2 separate regions of the Drosophila melanogaster genome follow, and region 2 is linked to region 1. Evidence: chromatin contacts called from public targeted proximity ligation data. All regions are on one chromosome and are shown on one strand. The core of a region is the stretch at or near the end of the contact, and the rest is flanking DNA. Distances in the headings are between cores, read along the strand shown. Region 1 overlaps CG9932. Region 2 holds the start of CG5122.

Region 1 (4,718 bases), core at 1,152-3,651:
AGGTTGCCACTGGCAAAGACAACTTAATTAACCTCGACCTTCTCCTTACAACAACGACAGCAACAACGCTGACAACTGGCTGACGTCACTCGACGCTTTTTAGCCACTCAATGCCGAACGGTGGACATCGTGGGCAAGCCAATTTCAATTCCAGTTGACCATCGCCGATTGCCACATTGAGACATCAGCAATAACCCAAAAGAGCGATATTTTAGTGTCATAAAAAATTTAAAAAAGCAAAATTTGAAAAAGAAAATATTTTATTTATTAGAAATAAATTCGTTTCTTATTACAAATTTTATATATCTGCCAAAATATTTAAAAATACGAGTGTTCCATTTTAATGAATTTTACATTTATAAAAAGCATAAGTTTTCCATAAGTTTATGAAAACGTAGAAAATAGTATAAACGTGAAATTTAATATGATAAATTTATTATTTTATATTTGCATTTATTGGTAAAAAAGTCATTTATGACATCACCATTAAATAAAAAAGTAATTCACTCGATGTTATTTTTAACACTTTTTATCCGTGCACGTACAACTAGCAAGCTAATAAATGCGTGTTGACGCATTACGAATTGTGCGCATGCGCGCGGTTTGAAAACCAAAAAAAAAAAACGAAAAAACAGCGAAGCCGGCCTCCTCAGCCCCTTCAACCCCCCTCAAAAGTCGCACTGCATTTGCCGGCACAACGCGAAACCTGTTTGCCAGCCTCTCTCAATGTTGCACAAGTGCTGCTGCAGCTGATGTTTGTTGCCGCTTGCTGCTGCTGCCGCTGCCGCTGCTGCTGCTGCTGCCATTGCAGTTTCAAGAACCGGGTCAAGGTTGCTGCTGCTGCTGCTGCTGCAGCGCCTCGGCGATCACAGTCGACGTCGGCAGAGCGGCGCAGCGCAGCTTTCGCCTTGTGCGCCTCGCATTGAAAGTCAAGTTCGCGCACACATGTGTTTGATTGACATTGGCCAACAACCAACCATCTGGCGATCATGAGGGGATCGGCAAGTAAGACTGCACAGCCTTGCAACATGTTGCTTGCACCTCGCTCTCTGCTCGATCACTCGAAAAGTGGGAAGAGTTATGCAACTTTCAGGTTTTTGCGGCACTGAAAACGGGCCTGAGGAAGGATCTTGAGAAATATTGTTGATTAATGCCATAAAATTGGGAAATCAAAAACAACCATGTACAAAAAAACATCGAATTACAGATAAAACATATTTTTACTGTTTAAAGGAAAAGTGTCCTTTTATATTAAACAAGAGACTTCACTGACATTTTTCTCTTCAATTAAATGACTGCAATAAAAACCGTTTTTGATATTTTTCAACATTTTATCTGCAAATGTGCTATTATTTTCGACAAAGCATTATTAAATTAAGCTTGTTATCCAATTTGATTCAATATGTTTCCAATTTTATATGCGCACACAATACGTTAATGGGCTCAACAGAAATTCCACTCGAAATATTTTTATTTCGTGAAAATCCTTTCAGTTTTTTCCTCTCTCTTTAATACGTTTATGCATTCATATTACCAATTTAATTCTCTGCCAGGTCCAAAAACCAATCAAAATGTATATTTATGACTGCAATTCGATAGTGGGCAGAATTATATTAATTGCGAGATGCAATAATTAATAATATTTTAATGAAATTGTCAAGCCAAGAGCGGAAAATTAAAAAAAAAAACGAAAAATTCCGCATTAAAAGTGGCAATAAAATAAAGAAAATGCATCTAGAGAAAGGGTAGGGTGTGGTGTGTGGAAACGGGGGACGGTTTCCATCAGCTGCAGGCAGCAATTTAATTTTGTTTGTGGCAACATTCTCTCTCACTGATTAATGGCTAGCCACGCACAGAAGCCACCCACTCCACCCCAAACTCACACCCCTTTTGAGGCCGCTCAATCTGCTCCTGGCTGGGAAAACTCGAGCGCAAGTTAAGCGAAATGCTATTAATTTTCATAAGTAAATGAAAATTGATGTACGTGTGCCTTCCTGCCATTGCCCACTTTATCATGCCAATGGATAGTGAGTCTGTATGTACGAGTATATGTGCGTGTTCGTATAGGTTCGGTTATAAAAGCCTTGGCAAGTCAAACTTTTCAGTGTGCGGCACTCGAAGTGCAAGTGTTTGGCCACCCATCGGTGGGCCTTCTATGTAGTAATTTCAGATATTGTGCCCATAATCTATATAGGTTCCAATGGTATCAACAAGCGAGCGCTGTCATTCAGCAAATACAGTTCTCAAAGTCATCGAATGCCAGACCATAACACACTAAAACAGAATTTGTATATACTATACGGACTCTGTTTATTTAGATGCACCAGAGACCCTGAAAGCTGCTGCAACTGAGATAGCAACACGATGCCAGAGTGAGACGGCAGGCGAGCGGGCAAGGAGACACGCTGCGATGAGATAGCATTGAGCAACTTGGCAGCCTCGATTGTGCACTCATCATCAGTAGTTGCTGCTGCTGCGGCTGCTGTTGCTGTTGCGATTTTCTGCTGCTGCTGCTGCTGCTGCTGCTGCTGCTCCAAAGGCAACCGCAATGCCAAACAGCGACTCAAATGACTCAAGAAGTCAGCTCTGATAATAACTGGAACGTTGCCATGGATCTTTGATACCCTCCATGAAAGCATCTACATTATAATTTAGTGAATCCATTACATTCACGTAAATGCTATCAATTGATTTATAAGAAATCCTATTAAATGTTCTTGTAAACTATTATTATCGGAGAGCATTTAAAGTGTTCGTTTTGCTTTAAATGCTGTTTTCATTTTGAGTCATTAATGTTATTGTGATTTTCCAAAGCGATTCAGGCCTTCGCCGCTAAGAATAAATTATGAATCAGGCTTTAACCACAAGAGTGGATGCCAATGTGGTTCACTCTGGTTTTGGTTTTATAATCATCGCTGTGTTATTGCTGTCGTTGTCGCTCTTTGTGGCTGCGAAAATCAATTGTCACAAGGCCAAAACATTGGTTTAACCACCACTTCGTCCCCTGAATTTCCTTCTGTGCCCCTGCGTTCTGCACGCAATGCTGCTGCAGAGCCAAAACGATTTTTGCTGCTGATCTTGAACCAATTGCAAATTGCTAAAACGCAGCCAAAGCAACAACAATTGTTGTCACGGCCGGCTACAGATACAGATACAGATACAGCCGCTGAAAACTGTTTGAGTTACATTTATAGGCATGCCATGGCATTGACTGGCATCAATAAATTAGAATTAGAATTGTACTCTCTGTGCTCTGCACTATGCGCTCTTCTCGATTCGACCATTCGGCAACGGTGCGTATGCGTAATAAACTTGAACTTGTGCGTTCTCATTGCGATTGCAGTGTTTAGTGTGTGGATGTGTGAATCGTATATTCTTTGCGCCATATCACCGTGCCATATTTGCACATTGCGCATACGCAGCGTTGACCTCGTCTCGGACAATGCAACTAATTAGCGATTGCAGGCAGATAAACAAGCGAGAGTGTATGTGCGACTGTGGACAATTGTTTGATTATCAATTAGTTTCGTACAGGCCCAAGTGGCTGACCTTACCAGGCAGATAGTAGTAGATAGCCGAGGTGTCGGAGTCTCAGCCCGTAAACACCGCGCACTCCTTATCTGTCTCTATCGCTTCTCAATCCCTGGCTGGAACAAATAGACCAATGTCAAATGCTAAATATCTCACAGCACACGGCCATTCAAATTTGCATTTGTCTTTTTATCTCTTCCACTCTGTGTTTTTCTCTCTTCGAGTCTGAGAAAAGAGATTGTGGGTCATCACTTAAAATGTGTCATCGGCTGATCGTAGTGTGTGTTTCATTTAAAATGCAGAAATAATATAGTGATATCGCAATTAAGTTAAAGTACTAAATAACATTCGCAACTTATTAATCACCACACTTAGAATTCGAGGATCTTGTGTTTCACTTTCAAAATGATTCAGAAGGTGAAATTACACAACCATATACTTTACTTTGATCTGAGCAAACCTTTTAGTAAAAAATAACAGCAACAAAAATCACGCTTATCAGAGAAAAAACCGAAATAAAACTAAGCCAAGATGGGTGGAAAAATTCTCAGAAAAGGGGGAAAATGGGCATATTTCGCTTTTCTTATCCGAGAACATAAAACAAGATGTGAACTGCGCTACATATCTGAAAATATTTCTTATTCGACTGTGCAATAATGTTATCCAAAATATGTAAATTTCACTGCCACGCCCTTCGTCTGCGACATAATTAAAGAGTGAACCATAAATTTGCTTAAAGCAACAGCGATGCATAAATTGTTTCTCTACTTTAGTGAAAATAATTGCAATTTATGACAGTTTTGTGGCATATCGACGCGTGGCATCGGCGACGTTGTCGCTGTTGCTCCATAAATTTTAACCACACTCGCCACTCGACACGGCTCGAAGAATATTTAATAAACAAAACTTGTGCTAATCGTTAAATTATGATTAATGTGCCGACAACAAACAATAAACTTGGCCGCCCAAGAACACCAAAAACGTGCACCAAGAACCGTGGGCGACAGCATCGAACGTGCCTAACAAAATCCCAGACAAAAGGCCAAAACACTAAAGACCAAAAACCAAAAGACCAAGATGGTATGGAATATAGAACCCAAAAGTCGAGTCCTTGAAGGCGACTCGTGTGTGCTAAAATATGCGCCGCCATGAACTCAGCCGGCCAACAAACATGGAAACTTGGCAGG
Region 2 (4,718 bases), core at 1,059-3,558, 88 kb before region 1:
TTGTCCACAAACTTCTTGGCCACCTTCTGTTCCACTTTGAGTTCCTCCTCATTAAGAAATGGTTCAATACTGCTTAAATAACTGGCGATGCTTTGCTTTAGCGGAAGAGCTGGAAACTTTTTAAGCTCGGGTTTCTTATTCGGATCATTGTTGGCATCGGCTAGGTGGCGAATTTCCGATTTTATGCATTTCTTGGGAACTTTTTGCGGCTTTTCAGCACATTGTGTTTTTACTTCGCAATTCGATCTTTTTGAGTATTGGGGCTTTGAAAGTGGCTTTGGAGATTTTATTTTTTCCACTGTAGCTATTTTGATTTCCTTATTAGAAGGTGAAGGCGAAAGCTGTGGAGCTTGAGGTGCCTTGGTGTCTTTAATTGGTGATGGCAAGGGTGCTTTAACTGTTGAGATACTTGGATCTTTGGGGGAAGGAAGAGCAGACATGCTGATTTCCTTGACCGGTGTTGGGGGTGGCGAAGTTTGGGATGAAGCCTTCGACACTGGTGCGGTGTGAGATTCTACAGACGTTGCTGCATCAGATTGTTTAAAATCTTTTTGCGAAACCGTTTTCAATGAACTTGATGCTCTTTCCAGTTTTGCGGCATTCGATCTATTCTTCTTAGATTGACAGGAATCGGATGCTGAATGGCAATCGTTGACTATTTTTTTACCGCAAGGACCTTCTTCTTCTTTTTTGGATGATCCCCTTGGCCCATCCCGGCAAGGATTTCTTCCAATAGGAAATGCCATCATAAGAGGCATGGAAAACCGGGAAGTTGACACCGGTGGTAGCCCTTCGTCTTTTGGTTGTTTAATAGCCTTAGAAGCCGGTTTCTTACTCTTTGGTTTTGATGGATTAACAACACCCTGCCTCATTGACTTTTTCTTTCGAGGTTCGGCTTTTGGTGCAGCACTTTCCGGAGATTTAGGTGAACCACTTGGAACAGTAGCTGCTTTCTTACTCACAGATGCATTTGGGCAAGATGCCATTTTCTTTTCTTGCTTACATTCACTTTTTGCCGCAACTTTCGGCTTCTTGGCTTTTTGTTGTGGCTTGGAATCCGTTGCCGCACCCTTAGATACTTTTTTCTCATTCTTACCATCAACGCAAGGGTTTCTTCCCAATGGAAAAGCCGAATTCGACGGCATATTAAAACCAACCTTTGGATTTTCAGGTGATTTATCTGTTTGAGCTTTATTTGGAGGTGGGCTCGCGATCTTTGGCTTTGCGGAAGCATTTTCTTTTTTCTGTGCGTCTGGTGCAGTAGAATCAACTGTTTTAGGTGGATCTTTTGACTTGGATTTAGACTTTTTTTTAACTGGAGGCTTGTTCTCATCTTTCGATGAGGGACAAGATTTGGGTTTGGGTGGCGGACATTTCGATTTTTTAGCTTTTTTGCCGTCAAAACAGGGATTTCTTCCAATCGGAAAAGCTGATTTTTGCGGCATGGAAAATCTTTCATTAAGAGAATTAGAGCTTGGGGAATCGGCAGGTTTTCTTGGAGCAACAGATGGTAGAGATTGGCCAACCGATGGTTTGGATGCGGATGTTGAAGGCTTCTTTAAAACACTTGCCAATTCAGTTTTACTGTTTTCCAATAGTAGTGATGTCGCCTTTCCAATAACTGACTCTACAGATTGACTATGGCCATCTCCAATGCAATTTTTGCAGTTGGCAATCGTTATCTCTGGACTATTTTCAAAACAGTTCTTGCAGTTGAATATTTCTAGGGTTTTTAAGTTAACTAAATCCGGTTCTAATTGTCTTTTTGATGGCAGCTTTGGGCTGTCCCCTTTTATATGAAGCGGATTTGTCGTCGATGTCTGGCAGCTGGAATTTTGACCCACGGATTCAAATTTTAATGGCTCTTTCCGCTTGCCTGAGTTTTCACCTGAGTTTTTTGCTGACGCTAATACGCGGCAAATTATGTCCAAAGTCGGAGTTTCCGGTGGTTTTCCTTTGCTTGATAAAAATCGCAAGGAAAATGCTAATCGGTGCGCTCTGACGACTTTCTTTGCTACATCGTAGAGCTGCTGAGGCGGTAGATATGACTTGTGATGCCATCGTATCCGGTGCTTACACTAACAGTGATAACATTTAGATGAAATATTTCAAAATATCTGGAAGTCCGTGGAACTTACGAGGTTCGCGAAGCATTTGGTGCCTAGAAGGACCCTCATGTCGCTTTTCAAACAAGGCCAAATTTAGTGGGCGTGGTCCAAAAGGTATTGTATTTTGGAGGGGTGCTTATTTCAGGGTAAACATTGCTTAAAATTTAGACATATTTCTGAAAGCTAAGTCTTTTGCATGATTGATACATATTAAATTAGATTTTACTTAAAGCTTAGAAACATGCACATACATTTAATATAATACTTGCATAAATTCGCTTGAAGGAAGCTAACTAAACTTTAGTTAAGTCCCCAAAATGCGGCATGATAGTTTTTCTCTAAAAGTTGATCGTCTACTTCTCAAAATCAATTTAAGTTTCTTTTAAAGTGTTTTTCCATCACCCTCGAAATTGGAGCAGAGCAAACCAACTTTGGCGTCGCTTCATTAACCCAAAGAACTGGGTGCTGTTGCACATCCATCGATGCATTGGCTCCACTCCAAGTTCCGCGAATCGGGAGCGGTGGACAGAGAACACAGGGAACACTGGAGGGGCATCTGGGTAGGAGGTGAAATATTAACAAAATCAACACTACGGAGGCCTCGGGTTGATTGCTTTGCCAAGTGAAGTAGCCATATTATGATTATTGCGAACTCGCCTCTCAACTCTCCGCATGTGACGCAAACGAAGCTGAGCCCCCAGGGTTTTGCAAAGAAAATATACAAAAAAAAAAATAAAATAAATGCAATAATTGCATATTGACCCATTTTCTTAACAATGCAAGTGCGAAGGGCGGCGCTCTCAGGGGGGCGGGGCGGTGCAGGGTAATGGGCCAGGGAGTGTTTGCAGGTTACGCATGCGTGAGCGTTGCCTTCATTTAATTAGGCGGCGACACCTGCGCGGAGACGGAACCGAAGTTCCAGTCGCAGTCTCAGTTCCAGTCGCATTCGCAGTCGGAGTCGCAGTTGCCGTCTCAATTGCAGACGTCGCCATCAATCAGCAAATCAGCGAACGAGGCAAACAAGGTGGCAAGTGAGGCGTGAAAACGTCGAACAAAACTGCAGAAAAACATAAAAAAGAAGCCAGGAAGAGGTGCTTTTTAAGCTAAAGCCATTATATACCCTGTAAGTGCATGTATGATTGATCTTTAATTTATTTAATTTTGATTTATTTTTCATTTAATGTATTTATGAACGGGTTTAAAAGTTTGGTTTGTATGAAAACGTTGCGATGCAAATCAAAAAGAATTTTAAAACAGCAGTCCCATAAAATTAAAAAATAAAAATTATTCCTAAAGTAGCAATGAAAAGACTTCGATTAAAAAAAAGAACAATATATTAAGAAATTGATTTATAATTAAGTTGCAAAGAATTTAAATTTTAATAGAGAAAAATAGGGTATCGCAACATTGAGATGCTGGAATGAAATGAAAACGAAAACGCATCAAAGAGTGCTGCACAAATGAAATCGAGTTGGGACTGAGGATCGGCTGGGGGTCGGATGGATGAGGGTCGAGGAGTGGGTCTTAAAGGGGCGGTATTGGGGCCGAGGGGCGTGGTGTTTAAGCTCATTTGACAATGAAGTGCTTTGAGCCTGACGACTGCGTTTGGGCGCGTTTTTATTATTTGCCTGCCCCACTTTGCGTACAGCGGCGATAATTGACGCCACGGTGGCTGCAACTGCAGCACCACCGCATCAGCACCACCGACAGCAACAACAAAGCGGGCAAGAGCAGCGCTGCCGCCACCCGATGGCCCACAATTTGGACTGCACTTTATTAAAGTGCCCATTGGAATGGAGCCACCCAATGCCCAATACAAAATACCAAACACCCAATACCCAATCCCCCAATCCAGAGCCCAAAGTGCGTCGCGTGTTTGCGTGAGTGTTTTTCACTTGAGGCCATCATCATCGGCATCGTCGAAGCATTTTGCCTGAATTGCATTTGTCAGGTGTTATGCAATAGAGGTTGCTTGCCGCCACGTCAATTGGCAACCCAGCGCTGAAATGACGCTGCTGCAATTTGGGCGAAGGGCAGTGATTAGGGGTTCAACTTGCAGGCAAGTGCTGGAAAAATCACGGAAAAACTTTGCCATGCTTAAGAATTATGGGTTTAATTTATATTTAATTTGATTTAATTTAGAAGCTTTCTTTACCAGCAATTTTTTTCTTACAAAAATGAAATTTCAAACTTTGCGAGAGGGAATTTTTTAAAAGAATGAACAAAGTGCCCTTACTATCCCAGTTGCCTGTATCTATCACTTGCTAAGGCCCTAAGCGTTTCAAAATTTTTGCCAACAAGAGAATTTCAATCTGGAAATAAGCTATTCCTTCTCCGTTTGCCTCTGATCCCGCCGGCATCATTATTCAATCCAAGGCTTTGTGCAAATACCGCTCCACAATGGCAAAGGAAAATGTTGATGTTGCATGGCATTTTTGTTGGTTTATTGTTGGCTTTTCTCTCGGCACTGGGTAAATGCGAATTTCCTGTGCATTGTTTTGAACTGTTGGCCAAATGATCTGCCCCCTGGTCGCTCTATGTACTCGCAATCCACCTGATGACCTCAGCAGTTCCAGAGTTGCAATTAGTAGAAAAGTAATTTTCGTTTGG

The links.
Region 2: a targeted proximity ligation map of the S2 cell line shows a contact between it and region 1, with 4 times the contacts expected there. A contact is called at or near these places in 41 of 107 Hi-C or Micro-C datasets (the Clone 8 cell line, the Kc167 cell line, the OSC cell line and 18 more) and 2 of 7 datasets of targeted methods (the Kc167 cell line and the S2 cell line).

What each region holds. Positions count from the first base shown.
Region 1 is chr2L:13,040,369-13,045,086 of dm6, reverse strand. All of the region lies in intron 2 of CG9932, which reads left to right. Among named protein-coding and RNA genes, the nearest start is that of CG9932, 17 kb to the left of the region's middle.
Region 2 is chr2L:13,128,181-13,132,898 of dm6, reverse strand. CG5122 reads right to left here and starts at 2,308. Exons shown (of 4, transcript NM_135757.3): 1 at 2,139-2,308; 2 at 1-2,078. The coding sequence starts at 2,177.